2 separate regions of the Callithrix jacchus genome follow, and region 1 is linked to region 2. Evidence: chromatin contacts called from public Hi-C data. All regions are on one chromosome and are shown on one strand. Each heading gives the region's core, a stretch centred on a gene start, on an enhancer-like site or on the middle of the called end of the contact. The rest is flanking DNA. Distances are from core to core; before and after follow the strand shown.

Region 1 (4,375 bases), core at 794-3,293, 360 kb after region 2:
ACTGTGACTCAAAAGAAAAAAAAAATTCTAATCATCAAACAATACCATTAAGAGTGGAAAGGCAAGCCACAGAGCGTGTTCATATCCTTTATAAAGAAATTCCCCACATCAGTAAGAAAAAAGGCAGACAACTCCGTAAGGAAAAAACTGAGTAAGGGACTTGAAAAGGCACTTAACAAAGGAAGCTATCAGAATGGGCAACATACACATGAAAGGTTCTCAGCTTCATTAGTTATTAGAGAAAAGAAAAGAAAAGCAGTAGAGCAGTAACCCCACACACCCATGAGAACGACTAAAGTGAGACACTTAAAATGCCGACACGGCTGAAGCTGGAAGCCATGAAAACCCTTACACGCGGAGGGAGTGTGTATTTCAGCCTCTTAGCATGACTGTTGGGCATTACTTATGGATGATACATATCACACCCTAAGTCCCAGCAATTCCACTCCAGGAGAAACTCATCCACATACCCGAAAATTTACAGCAACATTACTCAGAATAGCCCTAAACTGAAAACAACCTTGATGTCCATCAACAGCAGAATAAGTAATTGAAAATTACAGTATAATATATACAATGGAATTTTCTTCAGCAGTGCAAGCAAACAAACCATCTCTGTATGTAACTTGGATGGACTCCAGACATAACATAGACGCAAAGAAACTAGGCCAAAAAAAAAAAAAAAAAAAAAAAAAAAAGGATACTGTGGGATTCTATTTATTTTTTCAGTTTTAAAAATTTATATTTTTTATTGTTATTTTTTAGTTTTTTCCAAATTTTTTTTACTTTTTTTTTTTAATTATACTTTAGGTTTCTGGGGTACATGTGCTGATCATACATGATTGTTGGGTAGGTACACACATGGCAAAGTGGTTTGCTGCCTCCATCCTCCCCCACCCCATCACCTACATCTGGCATTCCTCCCCATGTTATCCCTCCCCGACCTGCCCCCACTCCCCGCTGTCCCTCTCTTGTCCCCACCACAGACCCCAGTGTGTGATGCTCCCCTCCCTGTGTCCATGTTATCATTGTTCAATGAGAGTTAGAACATTCGGTGTTTGATTTTCTGTTCTTGTGTCCTTTGCTGAGAATGATGGTTTCCAGATTCATCCATGTCCCTATGAAAGATGAGAACTCATCGTTTTTTATGGCTGCATAGTATTCCATGGTGCATATATGCCACATTTTCCTTGTCCAGTCTATCACTGATGGGCATTTGGGTTGCTTCCAGGTCTTTGCTATTGTAAATAGTGCCGCTATGAACATACGTGTGCATGTGTCTTTATAACAGAATGATTTATAATCCTTTGGGTATATACCCAGTAACGGGATTGCTGGGTCAAATGGAATTTCTAAAACGAGTCTGTGGTGTTGAGTTTGCGGTTGCCTTTGCGAAGAGGGAGGTTTTCAAAACAGTGGGTTTTTTTTGGATCCCGGCGTCGGCTATGCAGTTGTGTTCACTCTGGTCATTAGTCACGCTGTAAACACCTGATTTGCACACTTTTCTGTATATCATACTTTATATGAATATTCAGAAGTCTAAAGGCCGCAAACCTAACGGCAAACCCTACCGTGCCCGCGACCGGGTTGCACTGGCGGGGCGGTGGAGTTGTCCCAGCGACCTGCCCCGGGCGGGTCACCTAGCCCGGGAGCTCACGCTGTAGCCTGGGGCCAAGGTCTAGGCTCGGGACAGGTACCTGAACTCGTCGACCCTTCACTGAAGCCCACGGGTCCCCGCGCCTGCTGGGGACAATCACAGCTTCCCCTCCCACCTCAAGGTGAGCTAGTGCATGAGAAAGTTCCCCTCGGGTGTTTCCACATTCGCCTTAACTTTTAAACACCAACGTCTGGAATCTGAGGTCCATCAGACTCCAGATACACCCCAGGAAAGAACCCAGAAACAAACACGTCCCCAGCGCGCGCGCCAGGACTTGGGGCCAGAACAACCCCGGGGGCGTGGCTCTTCGATTGCTTCGGCCTGGCGGTCGAGCTGCGCGCGCACTCGGCGGATGCGATTGGTGCTGCCTGGCGGCGCGGCGCGGCGCGGGGCACGTTGGGACGCAGGAGGCAGCGTCCTTTCGGCTACGCTGGGAAGCCAGAGGCGGCAGAATGGTCAAGCTGACGGCGGAGTTGATCGAGCAGGCGGCCCAATACACCAATGCGGTGCGCGACCGGGAGCTGGACCTCCGAGGTGAGTCCGGGGGCGCGGGCGGGCAGTCCCAGGGCGGCACTGCGCCGCCTTACGATCCGCGCTCCGCCGCGTGCACCGAAGGCCGGAGCTTGGCCCGCGGGTGGGTAATCTAGACCCGGATCGGGCTGCGCCGAGACCGCCCTGCCTGATTCTTGCCGTTGTTGCCAAGCGCGCGTCCCGTTAGGCTCTTGGGAGCCTTCTGTTACTGCTGTGCCTCCTGAGAAGCACGGGTGATTTCATTACTCCCTGCTGCATGCTCGTGGGGCTCTGTTAGGCCTTGCTTGGCTGTTTCGTAGCGGACTCTGAGGGCCGGGAAGAGCGACTCATTAACGGTGGTAACCCTAGTGCAGGGCGAGTGATTGGTTCTCAGTACTTGCCGCCAGATGATATTGTGAGTGTAGATAGGATATGTCTTCATTATTCTTAATGTGATGGAAGAAACTAAGTCCCCGAACAAAAGCGATTGTTTACCCCAGTATTTTCTTTCTTTCTTTCTTTTTGAGACGGAGTTTTGCTCTTGTTACACAGGCTGGAGTGCAATGGCGCCATCTCGGCTCACCGCAACCTCCGCCTCCTGCGTTCAAGCAATTCTCCTGCCTCAGCCTCCTGAGTCGCTGGGATTACAGGCACGCGCCACCATGCCCAGCTAATTTTTTGATTTTTAGTAGAGACGGGGTTTCACCATGTTGACCAGGATGGTCTCGATTTCTTGACCTCGTGATCCTCCCGCCTCGGCCTCCCAAAGTGCTGGGATTACAGGCGTGAGCCACCGCGCCCGGCTACCCCAGTATTTTCTACTTAGTAGCTTTAATTGTTTGGCGTTTCCCCTTCGTGAAGACGTTTTAAAGATTGAACTGTTTCACCCAGGCTTCCACCGCCGGGTGCTGTGTGTAAGTTGCGGAAGCGCTCACAATTATTTAGATTCCTGTACTATTTCAACCTTAGTAAGACTTGGTAAGAAATTGGGAGGGCAGTTAGCTAGTTGGCATTTCAGGAGACCGCTTTAGAAAGAATGTGAAGAGCAACTTCTCTGGGGTACGGCAGTGCAGTCGTAGCCTGAGATTCCCACGGGGACCTATGGTCTCGGGATTTGCTTTGATTTCTTGCTGACCTTTGGGGAATCGCATTGTTTTGTGTTGTGTTGTGTTGCGTTGAGATGAAGTCTTGTTCTTTCCCCTTTGCTGGAGTGCAGTGGTGTGATCTCGGCTCACTGTAAACTCTGCGTCCCTGGTTCAAGTGATTCTTGTGCCTCCGCCTCCCGGGTAGCTGGGATTTCAGGCATGTACCACTGCGCCTGGCTGATTTTTGTATTTTTAGTAGAGATGGGGTTTCACCATGTTGGTCAGGCAGGTCTTGAATTCTTGACCTCAAGTGATCTGCCCCCGTTGGACTCCCAAAGCGCTGGGATTACAGACGTGAACCACCGCGCCCAGCCCCCAGTTTTTTCTTTCTTTCTTTCTCTCTCTCTCTTTCTTTCTTTCTTCTTTCCTTTTTTTTTTTTTTTTTGTCTGAGTTTTGCTCTTGTTGCCCAGGCTGGAGTGCAATGGCACAATCTTGGCTCAATGCAACCTCCCCCTCCTGGGTTCAAGCGATTCTTCTGCCTCAGCCCTCCCCGCCTCCCCCGAGTAGCTGGGATTACAGGCATGTGCCATCACGTCCGGCTAACTTTATATTTTTAGTAGAGACAGGGTTTCTCCATGTTGGTCAGGTTGATCTCGAACTCCGGACCTTAGACGATCCACCCACCTCGGCATCCTAAAGTGATGGGATTACAGGCTTGAACCACCGCGTCTGGCCCAGTATTTTTATTTTGTTGAATTTAAGTTTCTTAGAGAAAGGTTCAGTTCAAGAGCAAATCATCACTTACGGTGATCTCTGCCATTTCTCTCTGTGGAGTGCGTGCAGTGTTGAGAATACTTCTTTTGATGCAGTACTTGTAGTACAGCCCTGAGTTGTGTACTTTAACTTTGGCTGAGTTTTTTTTTTTTTTTAAATAGACCTTGTTTCTTTGGAATATTTCTTTTAGCTCCTAACATAATAATGCCCAACTTAGACAAATTAAGTATGTAAACCATTGACCTCCAACTGTGAATTGGAGCTGGGGGAGAGAAGGGAGAACTGTCATCTTGAGGCTGTTCTGATGGGTTCTAAGAATCTGGCCTGTGGGGGTGCAAGAGGTGGAGA
Region 2 (3,916 bases), core at 1,023-3,522:
ATATTTATAATTATAAATAAAAAGGGAAACAAAACACTAGGAAATGATTATGAAATGTTAGTGCTATGATTTGTGATTTTCAAAAGATGGACTTCAAATAAAAGTCTGCAGTTTTTTTAATATGAGAGAAAATCTTATTTTCTAATATAATATGTCTCAGGTATTTTTATGACTGTTTTACTAAAATTCACACTGAAACTTTATTTTCAAAATTGGAATAATTACTTAATTGCGTTTCAGCCAATTACCACAAAAGCAGCAGCTACTACTAAATATTGGATTACTGACAGAGGAATTCAGTTTTGTGGAATCTGGTGTTTGCACTATAGGTTAAGAGTTGCCTTTTAAATGTTTGTAATTCATAATTGGGGTTTGTTCAGCTTTAGAAAAAATAAATTCCCAAATGAAGTCCATCAGCGTTTCCAGTGTTTCAGTTAAGCAGCTCACCTAGAGTTAAATTACTTTTTTGATGGGATGACATTCCATTGATTTGTATACTGAAATGGATTTCAGATTTAAGAGAGGAATGCGTTACTTGCTCAGAACTGAATTAAAATGGCATTATGTCAACAGAGAATTCAGCTACCAAACAAGAAGTATTGTTTATTTGTTGAGGTGCTGTGGAATTCAAAGGAAATGTCAGAAATTCTCTCTCTGTTCAATATACTGATCATTTAGTTAACTTCCTGAGGGACGTGAACAGTGAAACTGTTGGAAAAACAAAACAGTATCTATCAAGACCTATGTAGCAGTATAAGGCACAGATTACGTGATAAGTTTTTTTTTTTTTTGAGATGGAGTTTCGCTCTTGTTACCCAGGCTGGAGTGCAATGGCGCGATCTCGGCTCACCGAAACCTCCGCCTCCTGGGTTCAGGTAATTCTCCTGCCTCAGCCTCCTGAGTAGCTGGGATTACAGGCACGCGCCACCATGCCCAGCTAATTTTTTGAATTTTTAGTAGAGATAGGGTTTCACCATGTTGACCAGGATGGTCTCGATCTCTTGACCTCGTGATCTACCCGCCTCGGCCTCCCAAAGTGCTGGGATTACAGGCGTGAACCTCCGCACCTAGCCAAGATTTTTTTTAAGACCAAATCTTGCTCTGTCGCCAGGCTGGAGTGCAATGGCACGGTATCAGCTCACCGCAACCTCGGCCTCCCGGGTTCAAGCGATTCTCCCGCCTCAGCCTCCCGAGTAGCTGGGACCACAGGCGTGTGCCACCATGCCCGGCTATTTGTATTTTTAGTAGAGTTGGGGTTTCACTGTGTTAGCCAGGATGCTCTCGATCTCCTGACCTCGTGATCCGCCCACCTCGGCCTCCCAAAATGCTGGGATTACGGGCGTGAGCCACCGTGCCCGGCCATGATAACGATTTTTAAAGCTAACATCCAGGGCTTATGTGCAGGCACTTTTCCATGTATTAAAAAAAAAAAAAAATCATCAAACATGCACGTGAGGGATGGCAGTCAGAAGACCGCGGAATGAATGATTCCCGCGGCAGGTGGGTGGGAGGAGAGCGCAGGTCACCAGCATGGTTCCTTCCAGGTGTTTTGTGATAGAAACCGGCGAGGGTCGCAGGGAGCTGGGGCCTGCGCGCTGCTCCCCCGATGGCCCACCTTCCCCAGGCAGGGCTGTGCTCTGGACCCTCCCCTCACTTCGCAGCGCCTCGGGCCATCCTGCTCCTCCAGGTCAGAGAGGCACTTTTTAGAAGTGCTGCGTATCTTCCACGAGCTGGCCAAAAGTGAAAACCACAGCAGGCTTGAGCGCCGGCCCCAGGGGAGCGACCCCTCGGGCCCTTGTCGCCCCGAGGCCGCTTCCCCGACTGTAAATAAGTATCTTTAGGATGAAACGCCACGCGATACTGTCCTCGGAACCTTCGCACAGGACCCAGCACACAACATCCAACCACACCCGGGGCGGCCGGCCTCCCACATTTGCCCGCCTCTGCTCTGGGTGGCTTCGGGTGTGCATTTCGGTCCATGGATGACCCTTCTCAGGTCTCCTGCGGTGGAAAGATTAGTGAGCCCCTCATTCAAGTACGCATGGGAACCAAGCAACTTCCCAGGCTCGCATCCTCCTTGTGAGCCTCCCGGAGAGCGCAACCGGAAGAAAACCACCCGCTACCCGCGCGGGGAAAGCGCAAGCGCAGAAGCCAGCCGCCCGAAGACGCAGCGCGCCTGCGCCCATTGCCCACTCCCGCTCCGAGCCGCGCCCGCCCTGCCCCGCCCCCCTTTCACGCGCGCGCCCGCGCCCCGCCCCGACTCGCAGGGCCTGTCCCCGGCCCGGAAGTGTGCACACGCCAGCAAGATGGCCGCTGGGGTGCGCCCGCTGTGGGGCCTCAGCGCCCTGTGTCGCGTGCTGCTCTTTCTCTCGCAGTTCTGCATTCTGTCAGGCGGTGGTGAGTCAAAGGCCGGGATCAGCGCGGGGTGGAGCTGAGTGGCAGCGGGGCCCCGGGAGCTGCTAGGAGGCTGGGCCCACGGGCGGAGGCTGACGTGGGGAGGAGGCCGAGTGCCCGGCTCCGGGCGGCACGTCGCTGCATCTGGAGTCTGGCGCCCTGGCCGCCCGGCCCGAGGCCGCCCCTACGTTACGACGACACCGAGCCGCCCATCGCGGCTGCGGAGCCCTGGAACGGAGGTGGAGCGCTTGGGGGCTCGGCCGGGGAGGCGGAACTGGAGCGCGATGCCACCCTTCGGTCCCTCGTTGCCGGCAGGTCTGAACTGGTGCCCACCCGTTGACGTTTCGTCCCTAAGTTTTGTGTTTTCTGGATGCCAAGCCGTGAGGTTTTCATGAGCAGCTTATTGGCCTGGTGTAGACCCGCCGTGTTAACCACACAAAACGAGGTATTCTCGCCCCGGGATAACATGTTTGTCTAATTGTACGATCCTTAAATTTAGAGCAATCGCAGGCGCTGGCTCAGTCAATAAAGGATCCGGGCCCAACACGCACATTCACAGTAGTTCCCAGGGCAGCAGGTACTAGACATTTTCTATTCTGGTAAATGTGTGTATTTCTATCTAGTAATTTCTCTTCGTTTTTGATAAAAATTTCCCTTAGTATACAAAGTCACTTTCCATTTTTGAATATTTTATTGTATTTTAGATGATGTGAATTAAGGGCAGATACACAGCCATTTTCAGTAGATAGTCTTGGCATTTGGATACCTTTTGACGTTTCTACCTCATCTTTTTCCAGTCCCGCGCTCATTTGTCTCCTTATTTCTATTTTTCCACTTCATCCATCAAAGTAACCGTCAGTCAGTGCTTCTTTCCTTCAGCAAATTTCCTCTACTTCTAGAATTCTGTTCCCGATGTTATATAATATATCAAAGGCTCCGCCAGGACTGTGTGAAATGGAAGGATCACAGAGGGGCTGATGGAGACCTGGAATCTAGATCTGGTTTTGCTACTGGGATCTTGAACAAATTATGCCCTTCGGACCTTGGTTCTCATCTTTAAAGTGGTGGGGTTGGTCTGATGGCCTAAAGTCATTTCTGCTTTGTGATTCTAAATGTCCACCTTCCAGCCACATAGTCATGGGATCACAGAAAAGAGTATTTTGTAGAATTGTCCACTTAATACAGTGAGTAAAGTAGGACCAGTTTTAAATAAGCATTAATGTGTTTTGCTAAGTGGAGGCTTTGACTCTAATTTCATCACTTTAGAGTGACATTACTTGAGTGAATTGAAACTGGCAGAGGTATTTTACTGATTATTTGGATGTAAAAAATAGTAGTGCACTTGAATTTTAAATGCAGATTACTTTGTAGAGAAAGCACAAGAGTTCTTGACTCTTGCAGGCTTTTGAAAGCCCTTTTCAGGAATACTTGCAATTTGGATCCTCTCAGTTGGTAAAAATACATTGCACACCTGATTAGGTTGGTTGGAAATAAGTTGTAGCTGAGGCCGGGCGCGGTGGCT

What was found. Hi-C and Micro-C count contacts between places; a contact is called where the count stands out from the background.
Region 1: a contact with region 2 is called in a Hi-C map of skeletal muscle, with 7 times the contacts expected there. The contact joins the promoter of SNRPA1 here to the promoter of TM2D3 in region 2. A contact is called at or near these places in 2 of 3 Hi-C or Micro-C datasets (both in skeletal muscle).

The regions. Positions count from the first base shown.
Region 1 is chr6:8,684,254-8,688,628 of calJac240_pri, forward strand. It overlaps SNRPA1 (small nuclear ribonucleoprotein polypeptide A'), which reads left to right and starts at 2,044. Exons shown (of 9, transcript XM_002749063.6): 1 at 2,044-2,191. The coding sequence starts at 2,110.
Region 2 is chr6:8,325,662-8,329,577 of calJac240_pri, forward strand. It overlaps TM2D3 (TM2 domain containing 3), which reads left to right and starts at 2,273. Exons shown (of 9, transcript XR_013536586.1): 1 at 2,273-2,397; 2 at 2,894-2,971. TARS3 (threonyl-tRNA synthetase 3) reads left to right here. Exons shown (of 20, transcript XM_054257191.2): 20 at 1-413.